Regions from separate parts of the Mus musculus genome. Here regions 2 and 3 are each linked to region 1. The links are chromatin contacts, called in public HiChIP or PLAC-seq maps. All regions are on one chromosome and are shown on one strand. The core of a region is the stretch at or near the end of the contact, and the rest is flanking DNA. Distances in the headings are between cores, read along the strand shown.

Region 1 (3,797 bases), core at 1,291-3,790:
TATTTCCATCCCTAGATGGGAGAAAGTGTGAGGCTTCGTGTACGGTTAGAGGCTCTCTCGTCTGCCCAGGCTAATATGATCCTGCCTGGAAACCAAGGCTAAGCACAGGGATCCTGACTGGGTCAGACTCTGGCCCCGCCCATGCTTCTTCCTCACTCGCGATTCTAACTCTTGGATAGGGTCTGAACTACCCCAGAAGATGGCTGTTCATCTCCCGCTCCCACTAGCCACCTCACCTTTAGGAGGCTCTCAGAGGCCTCTTAGACCCCTCAGAGCAACCCCATGTGTCCCAACCCTTCGAACGATATGTTCTGTGATATGTTGACAAATGGAAACTCACCGTGTAGGGATACTTATATGGTGGAACTAGGCAAGCTCTGCTCGTCAGAGTGTCCCCTCCTCCAAGAGCCCTAAGCACACACCAACACACTGCTCCAGAGGAGGTTGGGGGGGGGGTCAGGGGTGTCCCATTTCATTCTACCACAGGAAACCAAAGCCAGAGGCAACAGTGGTCATTCAGGGAGAGGCTCTGAGGGGTCCTATCTGTAGCCCTTGTTGGGTATGGGGCTTCAGCCAGCCCAGGACACACATGGAGGTCTTTAGCTGCACCTGCACTGTCAGTCATCTTTGAGGAACAGAAGAAGCAGGTGGCTGGCCCCAGGGTCTGGCTTCTGGGAGATAATGGTGTCTGCCTCCCATTCCCTTACTCCCAGGTCCCTTCAAGGAGTCCTCTCCTCTCACCGCCTCTTTCTTTTCTCCTCGCCAGATCCAGAGTCGCAGAGAAAGAGAACAGTACAGAACGTTCTGGATCTCCGACAGAACCTGGAAGAAACCATGTCCAGCCTGCGAGGCTCCCAGGTGACTCACAGGTGAGCTTGGGCTGCCCTTGGTGATGTGCTCTTACTGGGTCTGGAGGGCAAGGGCCGGTGTCTCCCCACACCTCCACATGGCCATCCCAGGTTGACCAGAGGGCCTTGGCCTCTGTGAACACAGGCATTTGGGGCCCCCGTATTGCCAGCGCTACAAAGAAAGGGGAACTCGGCACCACTGCAGAAACCCTGCTCAGTCTTGCCTTTGCTTATGGTTGAACACAGGCTATCATCCGTGACGGTGGCTGGGTATGGGTGGAAAGCCAGGTGTGCAGTTTGTGGTACCTGTTCTCTCTGTGGGCTACAGTCTCCTCCTTTTTCAAGAGGCCTTTGTTTACTGAACACCCCTTCACCCCTCCTCCTTTTCAGTCCCATCCCTCTGGGATGCTAGTACCCCGCATCCCAACACCTGGGTTCATCAGCCCTCTACCAGCCAGGTGTCCTCGAGTCTCTTCTATCACTCCTAAAGGAGGGCTGAGTGCCCAACAGGGTCTACATACTGGTACCCAGAAAATCAACCCAGTGGTATCCCCTCTTGTTCCCCCAGCCCTTACAGAAACCCCCAAGCCCCCAGCTATAGGGTACACAGCCCTCCCTCAGCCTTTTTCCCCAAGAGCAGCATTCTGGCACCAACCCCTCCGTGAGTCAGAATTTCCCATTCAGTTCCTCTGGGCTTCCCTGGGCTGTTCAGATGAGCTCATACTGTCAGCTCTAAGGGGGACAGAGGGCCCAGCTGAGTTCTGAGGGGGGAGGTGAGCAGGCAGCCAAGACTGGGAAATCGTGGAGCATGGACATAGAGGGCCTGTTTATTAAGAACCAGAAGCCTCCTCAGTTGAACTAGAGGTAGGTTCCTCTCTGTCTCCTGGTGCTAGAAAACTGAATGCAAATTTGGGACATGGGGAAAGGGAGTTTTATTAGCTCAGGGCACAGCCAGCCAGAGGAGTATCCAGACACACCTTCATGCCTTCAATGTCAGAGGACCTGTTACCTTTAGGGCATCATTGCAGTCTCTGTGGGAGCACATAACTGTTGCTGAACCTCGGCCTTGGGAGCCTTCATCCATTGGCCTTAGGGCTTCTTGTTGAGACCTTTCTCCTCCCCTTACCCCCTACAGGCCCACTCATATCCCTGACTTGAAAAAGCTGGCTCTTACCCTGGTGGTGGTGAAACTCGCCTTTAATCCCAGCACTTGGGAGGCAAAGGCAGGTGGATTTCTGAGTTCAAAACCAGCCTGGTCTACAGAGTGAGTTCCAGGACTGCCAGGGCTACATAGAGAAACCCTGTCTCGAAAAACAAAAAACAAAAAAACAAAAAACAAAAAAAAAAGGAAAGAAAGAAAGAAAGAAAAGAGTTGGCTCTTAGTCCCAGATGCCTAAGCATCTTTCTGAGGACTAGGAGGAGGCAGTCAGGGAAGTAAGGGGAAAGTGGTCTGTGTTGCTTCAGGAGCCTTGGTACAGCCCCTGCCCATCCCACAAGCCCTAAATAGGAATCCAGATAGAGATAGAGTGGAGGCTCTAACTCAGCTGTTATCCAACAGTTTAGCCCCCTATAGACAAATCTTTCCCCTATCCAAGGAAGTTTCTGGGACATCTCTCCATGCCAAGTCACTGGCCAAGATCGTGCCAAAGGAGCTGAGAATTGCTGAGCTGCTATAAGAGTCACACCCCAAATGACTCACCCCCAGAAGCAGGGCAGAGGCAGCTGCTCCAGCCTCCTGGTGTCTTCATGCCTGCCCTGAGGCCCCAGGGAAGTCGGGAAGCCTAAAGCTGACTGGTTGAGACAAGAGCCTTGGGGCCTCTGGCTCCAGCCTCCCTTTATGGAAAAGAAAGGACCAACAGGCCTCTGGGTCTTCTGTTTACTGTATACTCCGTCCGGGTCACTTCCTCTCTTAGCCTTTAGTTTACATTAGCTCCAGTCCACACTTGGATAACCCAAACACCAGTGTCCTGACTTTTACGGCTCTTTTGCTTTTTAAAGTGCTTTTTATCAATCAATCTCTCCCTGTACCTTGGAGCAATATTCCCCTAAACTAGAGAAAAGACTGGGGGGAAAAGACACACACGCTGGACCCCACAGGCTGATGTGGGCAGCTCTGCATCTATCTACACAGCATGAGGCACCAGCCTTCAGAGCCAACACAGTCTCATCCCGAAGGCCTTGGGGGTTTAAGGGTGCATCTGCCAAGGTCACCCTCCCCCTGGGACTCACAGGGTGACTTAGACTCAGTTCCTTTTTGGAAACTTGACGTTCAGGCTACATCCTCTATTTCTGCAGCTATGTTTCCCTCTGTGAGAAAAGTCTGAGGTAGGGATGGTGAGGAGAGGAAACAAAACTGACCTCCCCCCTCCCATACCCCAGAGGCAAGCCTGGGGCCAGGCTCGGGCTGCAGGTCAGAAGATCAGCTGTGAGCTAGAAACCTTTTCCTCTGAGAGCTAGAGATGGGGTTTAGTGCAAAAACCTGGATGGTTATATTGCATCCCTCGACTCCCAGCACTGGGGAGGCTGAGTTCGAGGCCAGCCTGGTCTACAGAGTGAATGCCAGGACAGCCAGGGCTGCACAGAGAACCCTGTCTCAAGAAACAACAAACAAAACAAAACAAAATCATCAACAACAAAATAGAGCCTCAAAATAGGAGAGAGGCGTTTTCTGTTCAGAGAGTAACACAGAGGGTAGGCCAGGGGCAGAGGTGAGTGGGGGGCCCTCACTTCCTTATGTGCTTGCTACTGTGTTGGAAGCCAAGTACCCAAGCCAGTTCCCCCGTGTACCCCCATGTTCTCCTGCTGCTCCTCCTGCTCCTCCTCTGTCATCATCATCACCACCACCACCATCATCATCATCTCACAGTTAGCCTCTTTTTGCTAAGTACTTACTGCATGAGGCCCTGACCTTCATCTGTGGTGAGACAGTCCCTACCACATTCAGCACAG
Region 2 (3,739 bases), core at 666-3,165, 320 kb before region 1:
TCCACCTGCCTCTGCCTCCCAAGTGCTGGGATTAAAGGCGAGTGCCACCACTGCCCAGCCAGTCCTACATTTTTTTGAGGAAAGACCTTTCCTACCTAAAACCAAGGCCCTACCTATATATGTGATGGCTTTCCTACATGTGCTGAAGTTTCAGTTGTAAATTAGGCACAGCAAAAGGCTAGCAAAGTAAGTAATAGTAAAATAGGACCATAATACTAATATGTAGGAATAAAAAGTTATTTGGATGTTCCCCATTCTCTTTTGCCCCTCCCCCCACCCTTTTTGAACTACTTGTGTTTACACTTCCTGGTGACTGATGATAATAACGGAAAGAAAACTGTGGACTGGGGTTGGGGTGTGGGAACTACTACAGATAAAAGCCCATGACAAATATCCTCACTACAAAGAAATGGTGAGCATTTAAGGAAAAAAACAAACAAACAAAAAAAACAAACAAACAAACAAAAACTTCCCAACACCCAGATAACCTTAAGAGAAAAGATATGGTTTTGGGGATGGGGAAAGTTCAGAGCAAGGGGACAGGCTGCCTCCTGCTTCTAAGACTTGTAAACCCTCCCGCCCTCCATACATACACACATCTCTCAGTGATCTCCCCTTCTTCCCACTAGGGCTCACTAGATACACCTTCCTCCAAAAGCACTCCTGCCTGCCATGGCCACGTGAGGCCCTATCTGCTCCTTTGATACCCATCACAGCCTCTTTGTGACCCACAGAGTCCAGCATATAGTCAGAGCTCGGGACATAGCTACTGAGGAATAGATGCGATATGGTTTGGATGTGAAATACAGCTCCACCCCCACCCCCACCCCCACCCCCACCCCCACCCCCATCGCTCCACCCCACTTGCACACCAGCCTGCGTGTTTGAACACTTCATCCTCCAATGGTGACACTGCTTGGGAGGTTGTGGAACCTTCTGAATGTGGGGCCTGGCAGTCATGAGGCCCTGGAGGTGGGACTTGAGGATTATAGTCCACTCCACCACTGGTCCAGGCTGTCTGCACTTCCTGATCCACAAAGACATGGAAGAGCTAGCAGCCTCACGCTCTTCTCTGTGCTTTCCCACCATGGTGGACTATGCCCTCTGTTGTTTAAACTGTGAGCTAGAATGAACCCTTTCTTTCTTAGGTTGCTTCTGCCTGGTATTTTGTTACGGCAAACAAGAATAGTAACTAATAGAGATGAACAAGCAAAGCCATGACCACAGGCTGAGCCCCTAGGGCCGTATTGTTTCTATGCCTGTACCGTTAATATCTGTTATGGGCTCCTAGCTCAGGATAAATAGCTCAGTACAGTGGCCAGGGAGCAGGGCAAGTGATTCTTGTAGGAATAGATCCATCTAATAGTGTGTGCTAGAAGGCCTAAGTTGGGCTTAAGTTGGGCTCAGTGCAACGAGAGGTGAGTCTACTTTGCCTCAGAGATCACGGGCAAAGTTCTGAGGCAAAACTCACAGGCTGATGGATAGCAAAGAAAAAACAGGGAGAAGGGATTCCAGCAGGGAGACCTGAGAAAGGCTGGGTGGTACAGGAGAACCTTCCCGCTTGGAGGATTGTCCTAGGGAGCTGATGGACCAAGTGCTTTGCTTCCTGCTCAGAAACTATGCCACCATGCTATCCTTTTCACTCTGAGATCTTTAAGCCCTGGAAGACATGCAGATCATGGGAAAGGGGAAACTGAGGCACTCAAGCTAGGCCAAGTCCCTTGGCAGCTCTAGCCTGAACAGCTGCCCAATGAAACCAGCCTTCCTTCCTCCCTCAAGGGCTCCCTGCCCCCTCAGACAGTGGGCTCTTAGTGCCCAGGCCAGGAGGAGAAAGAAAACAGCAGCCATTCAAAGAGGCTCCATTGTTCACCAGCAAATGACTCACATGGGAACGCTCCCTCCCTGTGTGACAGGCCTCTTCCTCAGCATGCTGTTCCTGGTGACTCTCACAGGCTAAAACATAAACCCTGCCCTCTGCCCGCACCTCCCTCCGGTTCTCAGAATGTATGCACGATACTCGGCCATCGGCTTCTCCCCAGCTGGGGGGAGGGGAGAAGAAGACCAGACTGGCATAAGTTCCTCCGAGTTGGACAGATACAAGGGTCTTGATTCTCTGTAACACTCAGGGAGGGGGCGGATGAGAAACACTATTCCATATGTGCAGTGTGTTGGCTTTTTATTGCTGGCATAGTGCGGGCATAGGGGTCAGGCAGAGTACTGGCTTCTAGCTAAGCCAGCTCCCACTATCCAAACAGGAGTCTGCATTGGGTGCCAAGGAGGACCCAGAGCTGGGATGCACGGGGCAAGGACACAAGCAGGGGGCACAGCTTTGACGAGAACAGTTTCATCTATTTCCAACGCCCGGTGACTTTGGCCTTCCCACGAGTTTTGGAGCTACAGGAGAAACAGGAACCCATCAGATGGGGGATGGGGTAGCAGTTCTCAATGGGACAGCGGGCAGGGGAGGGGAGATAAGGGTTGAGATGAGCATTCTGGAGCAGGGGTGGAATACAACAACCACCTTGGACCCCCTATCCCACCCTGCACTGGGTGCTGTGCCCAAGGCTGAAAGAAGGAAGCTGTGACTCAAAGAGAGGAGAAAGCTGGGGTCAGAACCCTGACAACAGGATGGGGAGAGGGGAGGTGGGATGCATCGTGCTAAGAGAAGGGCCAGAGACACTCACACTTTCTGGTTGTCATTGATCCGGTTTCGCAGAACGTTGATCTGGGGGCGGGGGAGGGGAAGCAGGGAAGATAAATTATAAAGTTGGGGCTCATTCAAGGAGGCCTGGGAGGAGGGAGGGGGCTCAGTGTCGAAGCAAGGGTACAAACAGGGTGGAGGGAAGTATGAGAACACGGTTGGAGACGGACCAGTGCATGGATTGCATGGGGACAGGGAAAAGGGGCCTGAGGGTCAGCGGTAGCAGGGACTAGGTCAAACCAGGAGCATGGCCGGATAGACACAGTGAGCAGCTCACTTCGTATTTCTGCTGCTTGAACTTTTCCTGCAGGTCGAACTTCTCAGCCTCCAGGTTGTGAATACTCTGCCACAGCTCCTTGGCCTTCTCTCTGCAGGAGCCACAATGGAAGCGAGGTGAGGAGCGATGAAGACAGGCGTGGAGTGGCCTTGGCTGGCTTTCACCCTGGTCCTAACTCAGCCTTCACGGGCCCCAGCCTGTCCTTGCACAGTTAGGTCTGCAAAGGGTGCCCACCTCCAGCCTGTGCTCTGGACCTGACCATTCTGGAATTCTGGCTCCTAGCTACTGTGCCCAGGGTTCAGGGACAGACACCAAGGGCTGCCACAACAGAGAGCTGGAAGTTGAGGAGAAGCCCTCTTGGTACAACAGAGCATCTAGATCTGCTTTTCCACCTCCCATGTGGATGTGGCCAAGCAGGAGCTCAGATAAGAAAAGGGCCTGCTTAGTTCTCTTTCCCTGTCGCCAAAGTTCACAGGGAGGCCTGACCTGCTGAGGCCTGGTGCCAGCACTGGAGCCTGGGCAAATGTGTGAGGGAGTGCCTCCCTCTGGCGGTTTACAGTGAGAAGTGCCTTCCATCTCACTCAGGAAGAGTGCCAGGGGCCACCCAACCAACTGTCCCCACCTCAGTTGGTCTTCATTCAGGTGGTCGATGGCCAGCGCCTTCCTCCTCTCTGCCAGGATCTTCTTCTTCTTCTCTCTCTCTGTCTGTCTCTTCCCACTCTTCCGCTCTGTCTGAAGGGGATGGTGAGCAGGGACACTTG
Region 3 (3,574 bases), core at 1,074-3,573, 360 kb before region 1:
AAGGCTTTCAGGGTCTTCAGCGCCAGAGAAGCAAGTTCTTTAAGATATGCCTTTTCCACAAAGTCCTTAGCCCTCTTCTAGCATTGAGACCATACACACAACCTCAGGGCTCACAGCGGTTCTGGGGCCACTCAGCATCCCACCAACATTCCAGAACAGGCTGGAGACACTGGATGTGAGAGATCTATCTATATTCTGCTGGGCAGCCAGTTCACACTGCGGTGCTCCCCTCAACTCCTCCCTTCCTGTGTTGACCCATCGCTGGGACAGCTGAGTTGGCCTCTGAGTTCAAAACCCAGAACCCATGACACTGCCCTGTAGAATGACTGGGGCTCCAATTTGTCTTGAGTTCATGGGAAAGAGACAGCCAAGGAAACATGGGGGACTGGAGAGATGGCTTTGCACTTAAGAAAACTCTATGCTCTTCCAGAGGACAGAAGTTTGGCTTCCAGCACTCACGTCACTCAGCTTGCAATTCTGTGACCCCATTTTCCAGGGGATCTGACACCTCTGTTCACGTGAGCACCTGCACTCACATGCACCTGTCCACATGCACACACACTCTTACACATAGTTAACAATATATTTTTAATCTTTAAAAAGAAACATGCGTATAAACTCTCACATCCTTGTTCCCAAAATCACTCTGACAGTGACACGAGCTACAACAACCCTACTTCTCCAGTGGGTTGGAGGAGGAAGGAGAGGATCTGATCAAGCAGGGAGGAGGATGTAGAGATGGAGGGCGCTGTAGCTGCTATGGCGATCGGTTCTGATAGCAGTTGGTACCTGCTCAGTTTCATGCCTCTCACTGTATATGAGGAGACCCTAGGGGCTTCTCACCCCCATAAGGAGGACCTGGAACCTACAGCCAAGGAGGCCAGGTCACAGGAACACTGGGTGTCTCCAGAGAGAAAGACACCTCCCAAAAGCCTCTCAGGCTACTGATCAGAGTTCTGTAGTGCCCCCAGACCTGGGCTGCAGCCATCTAGATGCTTTGGGAGCTCCGTCTTCAGTTATCTGCAAATGTCTCGTAATACCATTATTACGTATTGTATTGGTAGGTGCTCCCAGTTCATGCTCTTCGGAGGTCAAGAGAGACCCTGAGTGTTTGTTACTGGCCAGCTTTCTCACAAAGTCTACGTACACTTTCGAGATGGGCACCCAAACGTTTGTTTTTTACATTTTAATGTTTTTCTAAGGTGGCTCATCCCTATAATCCTAACAGTTAGGAGGCTGAGAAAGAATAATTATGACTGGACAATGAGTTAAGACTATTTCAAGCAGACAGACAGACAAAAAAATCAGTAACAAAACGTATTTGGGCCCTGGAGCTGGACTACAGTGGAGTCTGCCGTTGTTCCTCTTCTCAGATAGGAACTGGTTGCCAATGGGGAAGAGGAGGTGCAGACCTTTAATCCTAGCACTCAGGAGGCAGAGGCAGGTGGATCTCTGTGAGTTCAAGGCCAGCCTGGTCTACAGAGCAAGTCCCAGGACAGTCAAAGATATACAGGGAAACCCTGTCTTGAAAAACCAAAGAAACAAAACAAAACTGTTAACCAGACAGTACCTTTGGGATCATGGGCATCTCTCGGGTGTTTCTGGAGTGCCCCTGAGTTTCAGGCTGTGGTGACATAATTGCAGCTGTGTCTCTTTGCCTTTGAGACTCCACAAAGAGGAACACCCACCCCAGCCTCCTTCAAGGCCAAGTGGCACCTCTGTGCCTGAATGGACATCGGGGAGTCCGACCAGTGTGGTTGTCCTTACAACTGTGTGCCAGGAAATAAGAAGTCCAGCCCAGTTTGGGCCCTCTGCTTCTCAAGACGAGTCAGAGACTGACTCTCTCCCTGATGAAGTTCCATCTTTAGTAACTCAGATCTCAGCAGCTCACTTACTGACTCAGACTGCTAAATAAGCAACCCTCTGTGCCTTTCAGAGAACTCTCTATGCCTTGGGTCCTGTGTGCCCCTCTTGGATGCCTTGTTGGTAAAGGAACAGAGTCTAAAAGGCCCAGGAACACTCAACAAAGTATCTGCATATCAGATATAGCTTGTTCCGCAGGAGTGGACAAATCCCTAGTAAAATGCAAGACAGCTTGTTGTCATTACTGTGTAAGGGTCCTCAGTGGGCACAGACAGGCAATGGTAGTTGAGAGATTAACAACCATGAAGCCTGTCCTGCAGGGGCTTTCTGGTCAGGTCCTTTCTCTAGAAAGCTCTCTCTGGGCCCACAAGGGATGAGGACTCTGTGAAGTTGTATGCATACTGGCTTTCATGCAAAGGGCGTGGGGAGATTGCCTTGCTGAACATGGCCCTGTTGGACACTCCACTGGGTGTGTGACTTGCCAGGCAGAGAAGGGTGTGTCCTGTGGCAGAGCCAGTTTGGCCAGCCCCACCTTGTTGGCAGAAGCGTGGTTTCAAAATGGGCTAATAGCTGGGGACACGGACACTCTTTTCATCTTGGCCTGCCTTGCACATACAGCTCCCAAAGAGCTAGGCAGTTTCTGTCTGGTTATGCAGAATCGAAATAGAATTTTCTGGGATCAGCCAGGTATCAGCTATATCCCAGGTCAGGGTAAAGGGAAGTGTCCTGAACCTCAGCAGAGCTCAGTCTGTGCCACCTGTCTTGCCCTGCTCAGAGGCCCTCCTATCCTCTACCAGCCCACTTCATCTGTGGTAGACTCCTGGGCAAGGAGGCCATGGGGAACCCAGTGCTCAACAGCAACTGGAGCCTCCATTCCCAGGAGAAATCCTCTCTTTTCCACCAGTGCATGCTGGGAACCCAGCCACTGCTCACACACACACACACACACACACACACACACACACACACATAGACACACACACACTACCACCACCACCACCACCACTACCACCACCACTCATCGGGCTAGGCACAGTAAAATGCCTTTTGCTTGAAAAGCTTGGGAGAATAAATGAGCCCTGCTGTGATAACCAGAGAGCAGACAAGACCAGGGGATATTAGGTGTGCAGCTGGAGGAGTCCAGCTGTGGGCATCCAGAGCCAGGAAGGGGCACAACAGACTCGATGTAGATGACAGGTTTGGGCAGAGACTTGAGAGAAATGTAGAGTTCAAATGGTGGGCAGAGAGCAGGTGAAGCAGGGGCCCAGGGTATGTCTGCTGTTGTGGGACAGTGTGAGAGGGAGGTGTTAGGAGGGAAGAAATGGCTGGCTGTGGGGGTTATAGAGGGCTAGAGGGAATAGGGTCAAGTTGATGTGCTTGCCTGGTAAGTAGCAGAGATACAGTAAGCTCTGCAGCAAAGTTGGGACTGACGGAAGCTTTGCCTGAGAAAGGCAGGTCTGAGTGTCTGAGGAGGCAGGGCCAGGGGGACCCTGGGGTCTGGTGGGAGAAGTTAGGAAGTGCCTAGGACCACAGTCCGATCGGTAGCAATACAAAAGAAGAAAGCAGAGAGAACAGTCAGGTGGGTGCCACCTCGTCCAGAATGGCTGCTTACTGTCCTGCCCGAAGACTTCAGCAAATACAGGTTTCTTGGGCCGTAGGAGCTTAAGAAATGTATTGGTTTGCTTTGATCCAGCTCACTCTAGAACTCACG

The links. HiChIP or PLAC-seq counts read pairs in DNA pulled down with a chosen protein or histone mark.
Region 2: a contact with region 1 is called in a CTCF HiChIP or PLAC-seq map of the NIH/3T3 cell line, with 9 read pairs. The contact joins two enhancer-like sites. A contact is called at or near these places in 2 of 39 promoter capture datasets (the HPC-7 cell line and HPC-7-derived erythroid cells), 1 of 15 datasets of contacts at CTCF or cohesin (the NIH/3T3 cell line), 1 of 484 Hi-C or Micro-C datasets (CD4 T cells) and 1 of 115 datasets of contacts at active chromatin or transcription factors (pancreatic cancer cells).
Region 3: a contact with region 1 is called in an HNF4G HiChIP or PLAC-seq map of pancreatic cancer cells. The contact joins two enhancer-like sites.

The regions. Positions count from the first base shown.
Region 1 is chr1:135,534,269-135,538,065 of GRCm38.p6, reverse strand. Nav1 (neuron navigator 1) reads left to right here. Exons shown (of 30, transcript NM_173437.2): 2 at 767-869. Among named protein-coding and RNA genes, the nearest start is that of Gm32940, 24 kb to the right of the region's middle. Within about 2 kb of position 2,540, at least 125 of the 459 cell types and tissues checked have an H3K27ac peak or open chromatin away from gene starts, as enhancers often do. A contact at or near this core is called in the NIH/3T3 cell line and pancreatic cancer cells, where this site is marked.
Region 2 is chr1:135,850,682-135,854,420 of GRCm38.p6, reverse strand. Tnnt2 (troponin T2, cardiac) reads right to left here. Exons shown (of 15, transcript NM_001130181.2): 12 at 3,601-3,710; 13 at 2,979-3,069; 14 at 2,685-2,725; 15 at 2,153-2,394. The coding sequence ends at 2,349. Among named protein-coding and RNA genes, the nearest start is that of Tnnt2, 16 kb to the right of the region's middle. Within about 2 kb of position 1,915, at least 88 of the 459 cell types and tissues checked have an H3K27ac peak or open chromatin away from gene starts, as enhancers often do. A contact at or near this core is called in the NIH/3T3 cell line and pancreatic cancer cells, where this site is marked.
Region 3 is chr1:135,894,355-135,897,928 of GRCm38.p6, reverse strand. All of the region lies in intron 2 of Pkp1 (plakophilin 1), which reads left to right. Among named protein-coding and RNA genes, the nearest start is that of Pkp1, 23 kb to the left of the region's middle. Within about 2 kb of position 2,323, at least 20 of the 459 cell types and tissues checked have an H3K27ac peak or open chromatin away from gene starts, as enhancers often do. A contact at or near this core is called in pancreatic cancer cells, where this site is marked.